Regions from separate parts of the Hordeum vulgare genome. Here region 1 is linked to region 2. A link is a contact called in public Hi-C data. All regions are on one chromosome and are shown on one strand. The core of a region is the stretch at or near the end of the contact, and the rest is flanking DNA. Distances in the headings are between cores, read along the strand shown. Region 1 holds the start of LOC123402015 (CAAX prenyl protease 1 homolog). Region 2 holds the start of LOC123402360 (rho GTPase-activating protein 5-like).

Region 1 (6,509 bases), core at 1,266-3,765, 760 kb after region 2:
ATCCTTGCCGTTACTATCTCTTCCTCCACGGGAGAAGCTTTCCCAACAACAAATGCACATGAAATGGTGGCTGCATTCATCTCTCCTTATTACACTGACCTTGCGTTTGCATTTAAAAACATTTCTATGCATAATTCCATCCAGCACACACGCATGTTCATGTCCTTATCTCAGAACAAACTTTTACTTTTGTATATGCATCGTCCCTACTTCAGTCACCCCAGATTTTCTAAGGTTACACTCTGGGATCTAAAGGTGCTCTATGTTTTGTTGCTCCGAATGCTTCTATCGTACTTCTTCCCTCAGTCGATTAGCCTCCTGATGATCATGTGCCTGTGCATGGCTTCAGATCAATCACTCAAGACCCTGTTTTCTTTACTCGCGTGAAAGTACAAGTCCACCCTCCTCGCAGGTAACATGTTGTATCTGCTCCTCTCTAATCTTCGCTACATCTCAATTATGTGATATATGTCTATGACTTACTGATTTTCTAAGTCCCTTCTCTTTGTGCTTCCCCCCTACCAATTTCGTAACCCCACATCCCTTGAACTATATATGGCACACCAATTCATTTTGATGCAGAATAAATAGACTATGTTGGGAAAAGTATTGATATGTACAACATGTCATGCTGCACCGGTCTACCAAATTTTAATCTATGTCCACAAGGCACTTGATCAGATTCCAAGTAGCTTGCACGTCCGTTTGTTTGTGCAGAATATCCACTCTCATTTTTTATCTACATTCATAAGATATTTGTCTGTTTGATCATTGGTCACCTTCTTTACAGCTTTTACAGGTCACACATGTCACTATCTGTCATATGCAATGATCCATGTAATGTGTCATAAATACATAGATGAAGATAGGTCTTGGCTATTATAGTTAGATACAAAGAGGGTAACATTCGAATATGGTGCCAACTATGCTTTATCATATAGGAAAAACAAAAACCTAATGGAAAGGTAGTCTTATGAAGTTGTACGATTTTGTATGGCAAATATGGACATTTTTTTGCAAGGTGATTTGGGATTTATATATATTCGCATCTTTGTTGATGTTGTTTTTGATGAAATTCCATTTATAATATCACATATATCATTTAATTTTATAATTTTGCATCATATTTTTATGAAATACCGCAGAAACATGTGGGCTACCATGTCAACATGTTATAGTATGAATGCGATAAGGCTCATCTCAACATGCAATCATGCACGAGGAAAGACCCACTACACCATACAACCAGACATGGAAAGATTGTTTCCATTCAATTATTCTACTTATAATCAATACACATTGCTAAGACAATACATAATCAAATATAGTAAGCATATGCACTTCAAATTTCGTTTATCATGTTATGAACCCAACTTTCCTCAACCAATTCCCGCAACAACACCAGGGGTATCCTCTAATATATCTAAATAGCTACCACCCACTACTAGATTTTTTTCAACACCCATGCTTCTACATCACCTCAATTATTTGTAGCCATGATAAAAATCGTGTGACATTACTCCCTCCGTTACTAAATATTTGTATTTTTAAAGATTCAACTGTGGACTACATACAAAGTAAAATGAGTGAATCTATACTTTAAATATGTCTATATACATCCGTATGTAGTCCGTAGTGAAATATCTAAAAAGACAAATATTTAGGAACGAAGGGAGTAGAAGTCATGCATGTGCCCATAAGTTACACTTCTTGCATTAATCTAACAATGCAAACCATGCCCCCTCATTAAGTCATCATGTATTTTTTCCGGTGGAATGAAGTCATCCATGTCAATAACTATTTAATTTTGTGCACTAATTTATATGTGGCCATGAACAATATATGCGTGGAAGTTTGGAGCAATTTTTTAGTTCATACATCACATTTTTGTAAAAAGATGGCATCACATTATTTTAATTAGTTGTTTTAATCACTTATTGATGCATTTGTTGTAGCATGATTCTCGCGGCAATGCGTGGAGCATCATCTAAGCTTACTAGTCCATAATAAATCTAAATGAATGGAATGTGTGCGGTGACTCATGCGAGAAGCTGGGAATGCGACCTTTTATGAAAAAAGTCGCCAAAAGATTATCCACAATTCAATATTTGTTTGGACCTCAATACCCACGGAGCGTCAGATTTTTAGGGCTTCCACAATCAGTCGATGCTTCTGTTGTCAGTTCTATATCACGATCTCACAGATGACAATTTCTCTACTCAACGTGACAATTATTATGCCTTTCTTTTGGTACATGACAACTTTTGCCTTCGGCCATGGCAATTCCTACAAAGTTGTCATGACATTATGACAAATTTAGTTGGTAATATAATGGCATGACAAGTTGGGGGCGTTCGCTGGGAATACACTCCAAGCGAACGTTCACCACATAGCCATTTTCGGTAATTCAACCGTATTCATTTTTTCAGAAAAAATATAGTATATTAAGTTTAAGAAAGGTGGACTAGGCGACAGCCACATCCAAGCCCCCTTTGCTCCCCGGGCCGTTCCCCACCCGGTCCCGGCGTGGCTGCAGCCGCGATACCTTCCTCCCCCAACTCCGAGCAAAGTATCCGCCCCTTTTTTCCACATCACGCCGCCCCCACCTCCTCCTCCTTCCACTGTTCCCTCGTTTTTGCGCTCGACCCCCTCCCCGCCAGCCCGTCCCTCGCTCGGCACACAAGCCGCCTCCGCGCCTCGATTTCAGACGCCACCGGCTCCAATGGCGCTGCCCTACCTAGAGGCCGTCCTGTGTAAGACTCCGCCTCTGTCCGCTGCTCAATCCCGGCAGTAGCTCGTCCGCTCGCTCGTTCCCCGGGGCGTGTCGGCTTTCGATGGGCGCGGGATCCGCGTGTAAACCCTAGCTAGGGGTTAGCGGGGGTCGCGACCTTTTCGCCGCTGGATTTGCCCGTGCCGCGGAACCGTTTGGGTGTCTGGGCAGTTTGATTTTCTCCAGCGTAGCGAGTGATCTTGATGGCTCAGTGTGGCGTGAGTCGTGTGTGTGCGAGATGTTTATCCAGGTGCGGTGATCTGAGGTTTTGGATAGATTGGGTTACCTGGAGATTAGTGTAGAGTATTCAGCGTGGCAGTTAGGAGTACATCCGCAGAATTACATTTGACTGAAGATGGTTCCTGTCGCCTGATGCATGGACTTGTTTGCGCTTTCAAGCTCTGTTATGTAACACAAGATGTGTAGTATTGTGCAGATTTGATGATCACTTACTAGTACAAAATGAGCCAATATTTCTGAACTAAGTTGCAAGTAGTAGTGTTTAACACAAGTTTGTCAAAATTGTGTGAACAGATCATATGTACGAAGTCAAGATTTCGTATTTTTATTTACCTTGTCATTATCATTATTATTGTTTCTGTTGTCTATTCCTGACATGCTCGTCTCAATGTATGTCCCTTCTGCAGGCTTTATGATTCTCAATTACATTTTTGAGACATATCTTAACATCAGGCAGCATAGAGCCCTTAAATTGCCAACATTGCCAAAATCCCTGGCAAAAGTTATTAGTCATGAAAAATTTGAGCAGGCGAGAGCTTATAGCCTGGACAAAAGGTGCTTATAATACTCTACTCAGCCCTTCCAACCATACCTCGTTTAGAAACCATTCCTGACACCTAATTTCATTAGCTGCGTTCCCACTTAATCTTCTCTGTATCTTTTTAGATTGTCTTTACTGACATGTATACTTCCTCTTGCAGTAATTTCAATTTTGTACGTGAGGCCATAACTATAGTATGCGATATCATAATACTGTACTATAAAGTTCTTCCTTGGCTTTGGAAGGTAAGACAAAGTCTTTGACTTGCTGTCCTTTACCCTTTTTGTGCAGGAGCTTGGTTCTAACTATCCTCTTCCTTTTATAGAATTCTGGAGTGTTAGTAACCAACGTTGGCCTGAATGCAGAAAATGAGATAATACACACCCTTGCATTCTTAGCAGGTGTCATGGTTTGGTCACAGGTATTATCAATTTATTTGCCTCCTTCAGAAGGCCACATGTGTTTATTACGTTTTCTCTGCTTTCATATTCAGTTCTTTTAAATTCTTCAACAGTCTTTTGCAATTAATTGGATTAGGTATATGTGACGCATTAGCTTTAGCTCTGAAGGATCAAATGCTTGATTATCTATGATGCTAGCTATTGCAGGAAGGAATCTAAGAATCAGGAGTTAATTTCATAGTTTTTCGACACCTATAAACTCCTTGATGTGTCTTTCTTTCTGCTGATTTTGGTCCTGACAGAGATACTAACCCATACCCATTTCAACATTTTCACTAGTTATTTTATTTAACGTATAGCATAAGGTGCATTTATTTTGTTCAAACATGCATCAATCAAGATTCTGATTTCTTTAGATTGATTGATCAGCAGTTCTTTTTGAATGTTTCCATAGCACCTAAGTAACCTCAATGTTTACCTGTGTTCATTGTCTATCAATATTTTCTTTTATGGCAATCCAATTTCTTATGCAAATGTGACTACCTAATACATACTTGATGCAATACAGATCACAGACTTGCCATTCTCTCTGTACTCAACTTTTGTTATCGAGGCTCGACACGGTTTTAACAAGGTATGTCTATAATTTTCAATTTCTGCACTTCTGTTTGTGAACATAAAGCAAATATACATATGGATGTATTTGAATTGTGTCAACTTATGGTGCTTTGGAGCACTCAATAATTTGATATCTTCATTTCGTAACGTATTTATGTTGTTTTTTCTCTTGCCCTTTCTCAGCAAACATTCTGGCTCTTCATTTGGGACATGATCAAGGGAATTTTGCTGTCCACTGTACTCGCACCACCAATTGTGGCTGCTATCATCGTTATAGTACAGGTACACCATATTTTTATGTTGTGCAACCCTCTATTCTGAACTATCATGCTAACATGCATCTTTATTAACTGTCCCTTAACCCCTTTCGCAATCAGATGAATGCATATGTCACCCAACTGAGTTACCTTTTCCTGTACTGCTTCAGAATGGAGGGCCTTACCTAGCAATATATCTCTGGGGTTTTATGTTTGCGCTAGCTCTCCTGATGATGACAATTTACCCCATCATGATAGCTCCTCTGTTCAACAAATTCACTCCTGTGAGTATCTTTACTTGTTGCACCGCGTCAGTCATTTTCCTCATTCAATATGGTTTTCTGTGAGAATGGTATATGCATCCATTCTCCATCTGTATCCACATAGTAACTTCATGGTAAGACTGAACTTGAAGTTGCTGATTTCAACAGCTTCCTGAAGGCTCACTCAGGGAGAAAATAGAGAAGTTAGCAGATTCCCTCAAGTTTCCTCTGAAAAAGCTTTTTGTGGTGGATGGGTCTACTCGATCAAGCCACAGTAATGTATATGTTAATTGCTCTACCTTTGGAGTTTGTTTCATTGCTAACTAGTTATTGATGTTCTTCTAATATGATTTCAACTGTCAATCTCTTTCAGGCTTACATGTATGGGTTTTTCAAGAATAAGCGCATTGTTCTCTATGACACATTGATACAACAGGTTCAAACAAATGGCCATTTTTGTTCTTTGTTCACTATTTTTTCCATTGTGATTTGGGAATTCATGCAGGTTTGACTACTTGACTGTTACCCTTGTGTTTGTTTCAGTGTAGTAATGATAATGAGATAGTTTCTGTTCTTGCACACGAGCTTGGGCACTGGAAACTCAATCACACTGCATATTCCTTTGTAGCTGTGCAGGTATTTTCTCATCCAGATAACTAATTATGCCTTCTGTGTACCAGTCAGCCAACTAGTTTTGTTGCAATAGCATTTGTATACTAGATAGCTAAGGTACCGTTTGGTTGCATGGATGAAGTTGGATGGGAGATGGCCATACGGCGGGTTGGTAGGGACGCGGTAAGTCAATTATGTGTTTGGTTGAGTGAGTTGGTGAGCCCTTTTTATGTTTGGGGTGAGGGATAGGTGTGAATAGGATGACCCAGAATTGTGTTGGTTGGCGCCTTGGAGGAACAAGAATAAATAGGGATATATGGAATGACTTTTTTATGGGACGGTGAGGTTACCACTTTATTATGAACAGATAAGTTTACGCAAAGCATGTTGTTCAAGTGGGGAAGACTACAAGAAAAGCTGGGCATATGGTAGAAAAATAGAAAAACAAAGTTGGAGCCACTGGATCTTCAATGGCTGCTTGAGATTTGCCATGCGGGGCTGCTGGAGTCTCTGTACATTTCATGAAAAGCTCCCTGAGTAACTGCTATATATACAATAATGACCCTCACACCAGCTGTCACGTGCCTACTCTGGACTCTGGAGCACCCAATGAAGATACAGCGGCTCCAACTTTTGTTTTTCTACCCTATGCCCAGCTTCTATTGTAGCCTTTCCCCGTTCTAAGTGTTATGTTGTCCATGTACACAATGTAAACAACACATATTGCTGCTCCAGTACAACTGTGCAAATGCAGTAAAGAACATCACCAAAATTTACAGACCCGGAATGCCGATCTGATGAGAAACG
Region 2 (6,589 bases), core at 1,673-4,172:
CTGGGCGGCGGCGCTGCGGCCCGATGGGGCGACGCAGCGGCAGCCCGATGCTCGATCGATGGAGGGGCGCGTTGTACTCGGGCAGTCTTCACGGGGCCTGCAGAGGCGCGCGTAACCAACGGGCCAGGTCGATCGCACGACATAGATGAGGCGGATCGCAGGCAGGCGGGTGATCAATCCGATTGCACGCGAGGTCGTGGACGTCGCTCGGTGAAGGCAGGCTAGCGACGGCCGAGAAGCCGGCAGCAGGCCCGAGGCAGGCGGCGCGGCGGAGGCGACAACCGGCCCGATGTAGCCGGCCCGAGGCAAGCGGCGCGGCGGGACGAGGCGACGGTGTTGATCAACGGGAAAGCGACGCGAACGGCGACTGTGATGGGTCGCCGCATGGCGCATGGCCGTCGGGTCGGGGCAATGCAGGAGACCTGATCGGAGCAAGGCGATGACGACCAACGGAGATCGACGAGCGTGCCGGCGCGCGAACGGCGGTGTTGAGGGGCCGCTGGGTTTGCGCGAGGCCGACGGGTCGAAGGAGAAGTCGGGTCGCGCCGATGTCGGAGTAGGGGCGCGGTGGTCGATGGCGGCGGCGAGCGATGCAATCCGATCTAAGATCGAAAAAACCAAAAAGAAAACGCCGATCAAAGTGACCTACGGAGGAGAGAAACCCTAGATCAAGAGACCGGGAAAAGGCTCTCTAGGGCAGCCGGTCAACACGACCGGCGAACGAACCCTAGGTACGGGCGGCGCGGCCCTCGGCGGCGGTCATGGAGGCCGACCGCCCTAGGGGCGGCGCGCGGTGCGGAAGCGGCGGCGGCGGCTAGGTCAAGAACCTTGCGGCACATACCATGTTGAACGAGAGAATATGGATTGGTGAAAATACCATGTTGAACGAGAGAATAGAGATTGGTGAAAATAGTTGTTGTATTGCTTGAGCCTCGTGGGCATATATATAGGAGTACATGATCATCTTGGAGTACAAGTCAAGGCAGAAATAAATCCTATTATATCTATGCTTTCTTAAACAATCACGTTACTCAACATTCTATTCTCACTCTCCAATAACATGTAGAAGAGAGACCCTTATAAAGGGGTCCAACTTCTTTTCCACTAGCGGGGTGAGACTAAACTTCCCACCACCACCTTGTCATGCCACCACCTACATGGACCCTTGAAGATTTCTGAAATTTTCTAATGGGCCTAAAGTCCACTACTATTTTCAACACCAAAAATATGTTTTTAGTTGGGCTTCTAGAATAAGTTGGATATGGGGTAACTTATTCTAAAAGCTAAAAAAGCTACCAAAAGAACTGACTCTTATTAGGCAGACCCATTTTTCTATCTTCTCTTTATAGGAAAATAATCAGTCAAAGAATTTTTCAAAGGGAAGCGGGTTTGAAAGTCGACCCTGACTTGAAATTTATCTCTCTTTGAACTCATCGTCATATGTTTTTAGGAATATTAGATTAGGGCTCTTTGATTCATTTTCATAAAGAATTCAATTCTAAGATTTTTCCAACGTGAGTTGACTACGAGTTTTCAACTAAAATAATGGTAAAAACGAGGAATTTGCCATTATTTTTGCCTTGTTTCTAAATGCCTCCATTTTGTTTGATTTTGAAGAAAATTTTAAATTCGACCTGAAGCATTATAGTCTAGAACCATCTTTGTTGAATTAGTACTCCCAGGAAAATGATACCGTGTGATGTGCATTCAACAACGATGAAAAGTCTAGATCAGAGACGAAAATGTATGACTACATATTGTCGTGACATGCTAGTGCAGGATACACCGGCGATGACAAATAGGCCAATGTTGCCGATTAGTGAGGAAATGTTAACCCATAGCAGGTTGTTTTCGTAAGCCGAACCACATGGGTAAGGCTGCAAGAAGAGCTCAAGGCTCACAAGCCTTTTGAGATCGTCTCAAAAAGGAACGAGATGCAAACGGACATTTCTGTGTGGCTCGACCGAAACGTGAGCCGATCTTGTGGTAACACTAACTTGCTCGATTCTAGTTCGACATCCATTACATGTGCACTACGCTGGAACTTCTTATGGTCTTTGGACTATTTACTTTGTTATTTCGATTAGATATTTGTAGTGAATCCTTCTTTTATATTCCAAATAGGTAGTATTTGAGTTGAGAGAGAAAAGTTAAACTACTACGAAACAAATATACCTTCATCTTGTTGATATGTTATAGTGTTTTCAATATGACGTTGTTGTGCCATATCTAGCTGAAAGACATACCTTAGATAAATAATTTTTCACCGTCTTATGCATGAAACTAGCCCGAGATCATTACAAGCTGGTATGAGCCATGTTTTACACGCGATCCTTAATTTGACTCGGTCTGAGCTTGCTACAATTTAAACGTGAGTTAACTAAGTGTGATCTAACTCACTTGAACTCAACTCGTTCAAGGCACCTCTGGTCGGTCTGGCTACAGATAAAATGAAATTTATCCCCTTCATTTTTAAATATAAGATTTTATTTTTTTAATAAAGACTATGTATAGAATAAAATAAATGAATATACATTATAAAACATGAAGTACATGTCTATATACATTCATATGTCTTTAATAGTTTTATATTTAAAAATGAAGGCATGCAAATTAAGGGCTTAGGAGGCTCTCAAAATAGACATCCGTGATTAGATTTAGCAAAATCCAAAGACAGAAACCAACAACCTACACAGCCTGCCTGCCTGCCTGCCTGCCTGCCTGCCGTACGAGTAGTCCAGGTACCACTCTTTGCTCTGCGATCCAGGCTGTAGCCGGGGCTCGCCCCGCCGCCATCGTTCATCAAAATCAGTACTTCTACTATTTTCCTACTAGTAGCACGACACACCCTCAACTTCCCCCGCTACCGAATTTTCAAAACGGAAGCTAACAACTGAACCGAAAGATCCCGAAAATCACATGACGCAGGCGCTGGCAGCTCCGACGGTAAACGCGAGCCAGCAAAGTGTACCACAAGGGGCGGCTGAGCGAACCAGCGTGGCAGTCGTCCCCCGTAAACATACATAACACCACGCCGGAGCCGCTCGCTCGCTCGCTCGCTGCCCCCACCCCTCTCCCACCTCCCACTCTCCCAATCCTATCCCCTTTGCTTCTCGCGTGGGGGTTGGGATTCTTCGGTGGCCACCTTATTTAGCTGGAACATGGCGCCGTCCCGGATCCGCTTCGGCCGCCAAACTCCCCCCTCCTGCTCTGACACCGAAGAGGAGGAGGAGGAGGAAGAAGAAGAAGAGGAGGAGGAGGCAGAAGAAGAAGAGGAAGAGGAGCCAGTCGCGTCGCCGCTGACACTGCCGGCGGCGAGGGGAGGGGTCTCCGTGGTGGACATGGTGGCGGCGGCGCTGCGGAGGTCGCTGGTGCTGTGCAGCAGCGTGCGCGCCGAGGAAGGCCCCGGCACCGGGGCTTCGGGGATGCAGATAGGGCAGCCCACGGAGGTGCGCCACGTCTCGCACGTCACCTTCGACCGTTTCGTCGGCTTCCTCGGCCTCCCGGCCGACCTCGAGCCAGAGGTGCCGCGCCCCGCGCCCAGCGCCAGGTCAGTCCGTCTTGCGTTCCATAGATTTGCAGATGATTTTCGTGGCTGGTCCCTGTGCTTTGGATTCCGGCACTGCAATTTTTTTGCGGCGTTACTTTGGTGGATTATTAAGCTGAATTTTGACGTTGTTTGCATTTCTCATTTTTGAATTGGTCACTACGCACAAGAAAAACTGAGCACGGAGTAGTAGCTGTTAGTCTGTTGAGCCCTTAGGGCAACTTCAACTCGCCTGACTCAAATGGACGGCGATTTTGTCCGCTTTCTATTCGTTTGGTTTAGCTAGATGGACACGAATGTCCGCTTTCGCAGGTCGGGGCATGCGTCTAACGCTGGTTAGATCCATTTTTGCCGGCGTGCGAAAAATAATATAAAAATGCATAATTAAACATTAAAAGCCGGTCACGAAGGCCGGCGAGAGTCCACGCGTACGCATTACACTAATTAAACATAAAAACTACGAGGCAGCCCTAGTCGTTGTCGGAGCCGGTGAGGTCGACCAGCGTAGGCGCATGGCCGGTCCAGGGGAACGCCGTGTTCCAGAGCGCAGCTGCCTGCGCCTCCGTCGTCTGTTCCGCCGGCGCGGGCTGTGCTGGTGGCGGTGGCAGTGCAGCAGCAGGGGCAGGCTCCTCCTCCAACTCCCGTCGTTCCTCCTCCGCCTCCTTCTCCAGCTTCATCAGCCGAAGGCCTTCGACGCGCTCCGCCCGCAGGTGCCGTGTCCTTCAGTGCTTGAGGTAGGCTTGCTCCTGTTGCGGTATTGCGCCCGGCCAGATGGGCGGCGCACTGACAAACTCGTTGACGATGCCGGTCCATTGGTAGACCTCCTGCGGCTCCGTGGGCTCGGGCTTCGGCGGAGGTGGCACGACGCAATCGCCGGCGGCCGACAGCGCAATGGCCTAAGCGAGTCGCTGCTGATACGCCGCCTCCTCGTCGGCCCTGCGCCGCGCTTCCTCCTCGCTGTCGCGGAGAACAGCTGCCAGCGCCGCCTGGTAGGTGGCCTCATCCTCTTGGTCCTCGTTGCTGACGATAGGCGGGGCGGCGGAGGGCATCCTGGCTGCACGTCGCGCACGCCACGACGGCGCTGCTCCTCGTGCTCCACCGCGAACCAGAGCTCCCAGTTGGGGGAGTCGGCCGCGTACGCAGGGTTTCGCCGCTGCTCCGTCGTCAGTAGAGGCCGACGGCGGCTCACCTCCTCCGCGTGCACCCGCGCCGACCGCGGTACGGCCGACACCGGGATCCTCTCCAGATCCAGATGCCAGCCGTGCGGCAGGGTGACATCGGAGTAAGGGAGCGGCATGCGGTGCTCCCAGTGCCACCGCGCTTGGTGCACCGGGACGCTCACACGCTAGCGAGGCCGGCGGGAAAACGGCGGCGGGGAGATAGCACGGGGGTAGAGCGGGGCCTTGCCCTTGTTTGAGAAGCCGCCGACCATGGTGCTAGGGTTTTGGTCGCCAAGGAGGTGGCGGGATGGGGACGGGCGGGTTTTGGAAGCAGATGGCGGAACCCACCGCACGTTTGGATTAAAAAGGCCGACCGCGGTCGCTGACGCGTGGGCCCGAGGATGGCGGCCGTCATAAATAATGTTGACCGCGGTGGTTGGAGGCGGACACCGAGAAGGCGCGTCTGCTTCGCGTCCGCGCCGATGCATTTCGGTCCCAAATTTGGGCCGAAAATGGGTCGGCGCGGACGCAGAGCGGACGTGTTTCGAAAATGGGTCGGCGTGTTGGGCCATCCTTTTTGTCCGCGCCGATCCAAACGGACGGCGGCGGACGAAATGGGTCGCCTCATTGGAGTTACTCTTAGATTGGCTTGACTTTATCGTAGCGGTTGAGGGGCTTGAGCCAATGGGGGCTGCTTCGACTACCATCTTTCTTTTTTCAGAACTACTACTGTTGCTCAACCACCTGGTCATTCTCTGTTTTGTTGAGGTAGGACTTTGTACTTGCCAGGGAAGGAGATATTGCGGCGACTTGCACTTGTTAGCTTTATACTGTTTCATACCTAAAGAGGCAAACACCATCATCTTTTGTTCTAGTTAGTATAGTTATTTAGGGCAACTCCAACGCAGTGCACCAAAATGCTCGGCCCATGCGATCCGAACACTTTTTACCATCCAACGCCATGCATCAAATGTACGTGGACCTGTCCGGACGTTCATGTTGTAGTATATATGGATTGCACTATCCTTTTTCATCAGTTTGGACTTTTGGTTGTGTTGGCTAGTGCATAAAGCTTAACATGGTATCAGAGCTAAGGTCTTGAGTTCAAGTCCTGGCTTTCGCAATTTATTTAAAAAATTGCTCGTAGCCCCCTATGTGTCCACGTAGAGACCTCTTGAGTCATACATGAGTTTCGCGCGTCGTCGCTCTCTTCTGGTTGCACGTGTTGACTTGTCTTCCCCGTCACACGTTTGCACTAACCCTTTCCATCAGTTCGAAAAAGCCTCACCGACATTGAGTGCCGCACAAAGAGGACAGGCCATCAGTTCGAAAAAGCCTCACCGACATTGAGTGCCGCACAAAGAGGACAGGACCGGACGACTGCTTACCTGCATTCATGCCGGTCAGACCGACGTGATCGAACGGTTGATCGGAGCCACTTCAATGCAAACGTGGTAACCGAGAAGCCTACTCCGGCCGCTACAGGCTGAATGAAGTGGCACCGTTCACCTGCCATGGTTATTTAAGGCTCATCGTAATGGGAGTATCATAGGTAGTATCATGCATGCCAACTAGGCAATTTTGATGTGACGGCATAGAATTAAATAAAGAAAGAGAGGGTTGAGTATCATATCATAATATCTTATCATATTAAATGATGTGCTACTATATGTCATGCATGGCAATAAATGAACTATCCTATGATACTAACACATGATACTATGCATTACGGATGTAGTATCATATACTAGTATGTTATACTCCCCATTACAACCAGCCTAAGCAAGCAAGCCGTGCTGGCAAAACCTTAACACATCTCCAACGCACATAACCACCTCTCCTCTCTTCTGTACCGCACACTGCCCCGATGGCCAAGTATGTG

What was found. Hi-C and Micro-C count contacts between places; a contact is called where the count stands out from the background.
Region 1: a contact with region 2 is called in a Hi-C map of seedling, with 2.8 times the contacts expected there. The contact joins the promoter of LOC123402015 here to the promoter of LOC123402360 in region 2. A contact is called at or near these places in 3 of 6 Hi-C or Micro-C datasets (leaf and seedling) and 1 of 1 datasets of contacts at active chromatin or transcription factors (embryo).

Annotation. Positions count from the first base shown.
Region 1 is chr6H:442,294,340-442,300,848 of MorexV3_pseudomolecules_assembly, forward strand. LOC123402015 (CAAX prenyl protease 1 homolog) reads left to right here and starts at 2,516. Exons shown (of 14, transcript XM_045095868.1): 1 at 2,516-2,753; 2 at 3,418-3,565; 3 at 3,712-3,796; 4 at 3,877-3,972; 5 at 4,521-4,586; 6 at 4,754-4,852; 7 at 4,998-5,111; 8 at 5,259-5,369; 9 at 5,464-5,526; 10 at 5,634-5,726. The coding sequence starts at 2,723.
Region 2 is chr6H:441,532,641-441,539,229 of MorexV3_pseudomolecules_assembly, forward strand. It overlaps LOC123402360 (rho GTPase-activating protein 5-like), which reads left to right and starts at 2,923. Exons shown (of 5, transcript XM_045096281.1): 1 at 2,923-3,550. The coding sequence starts at 3,162.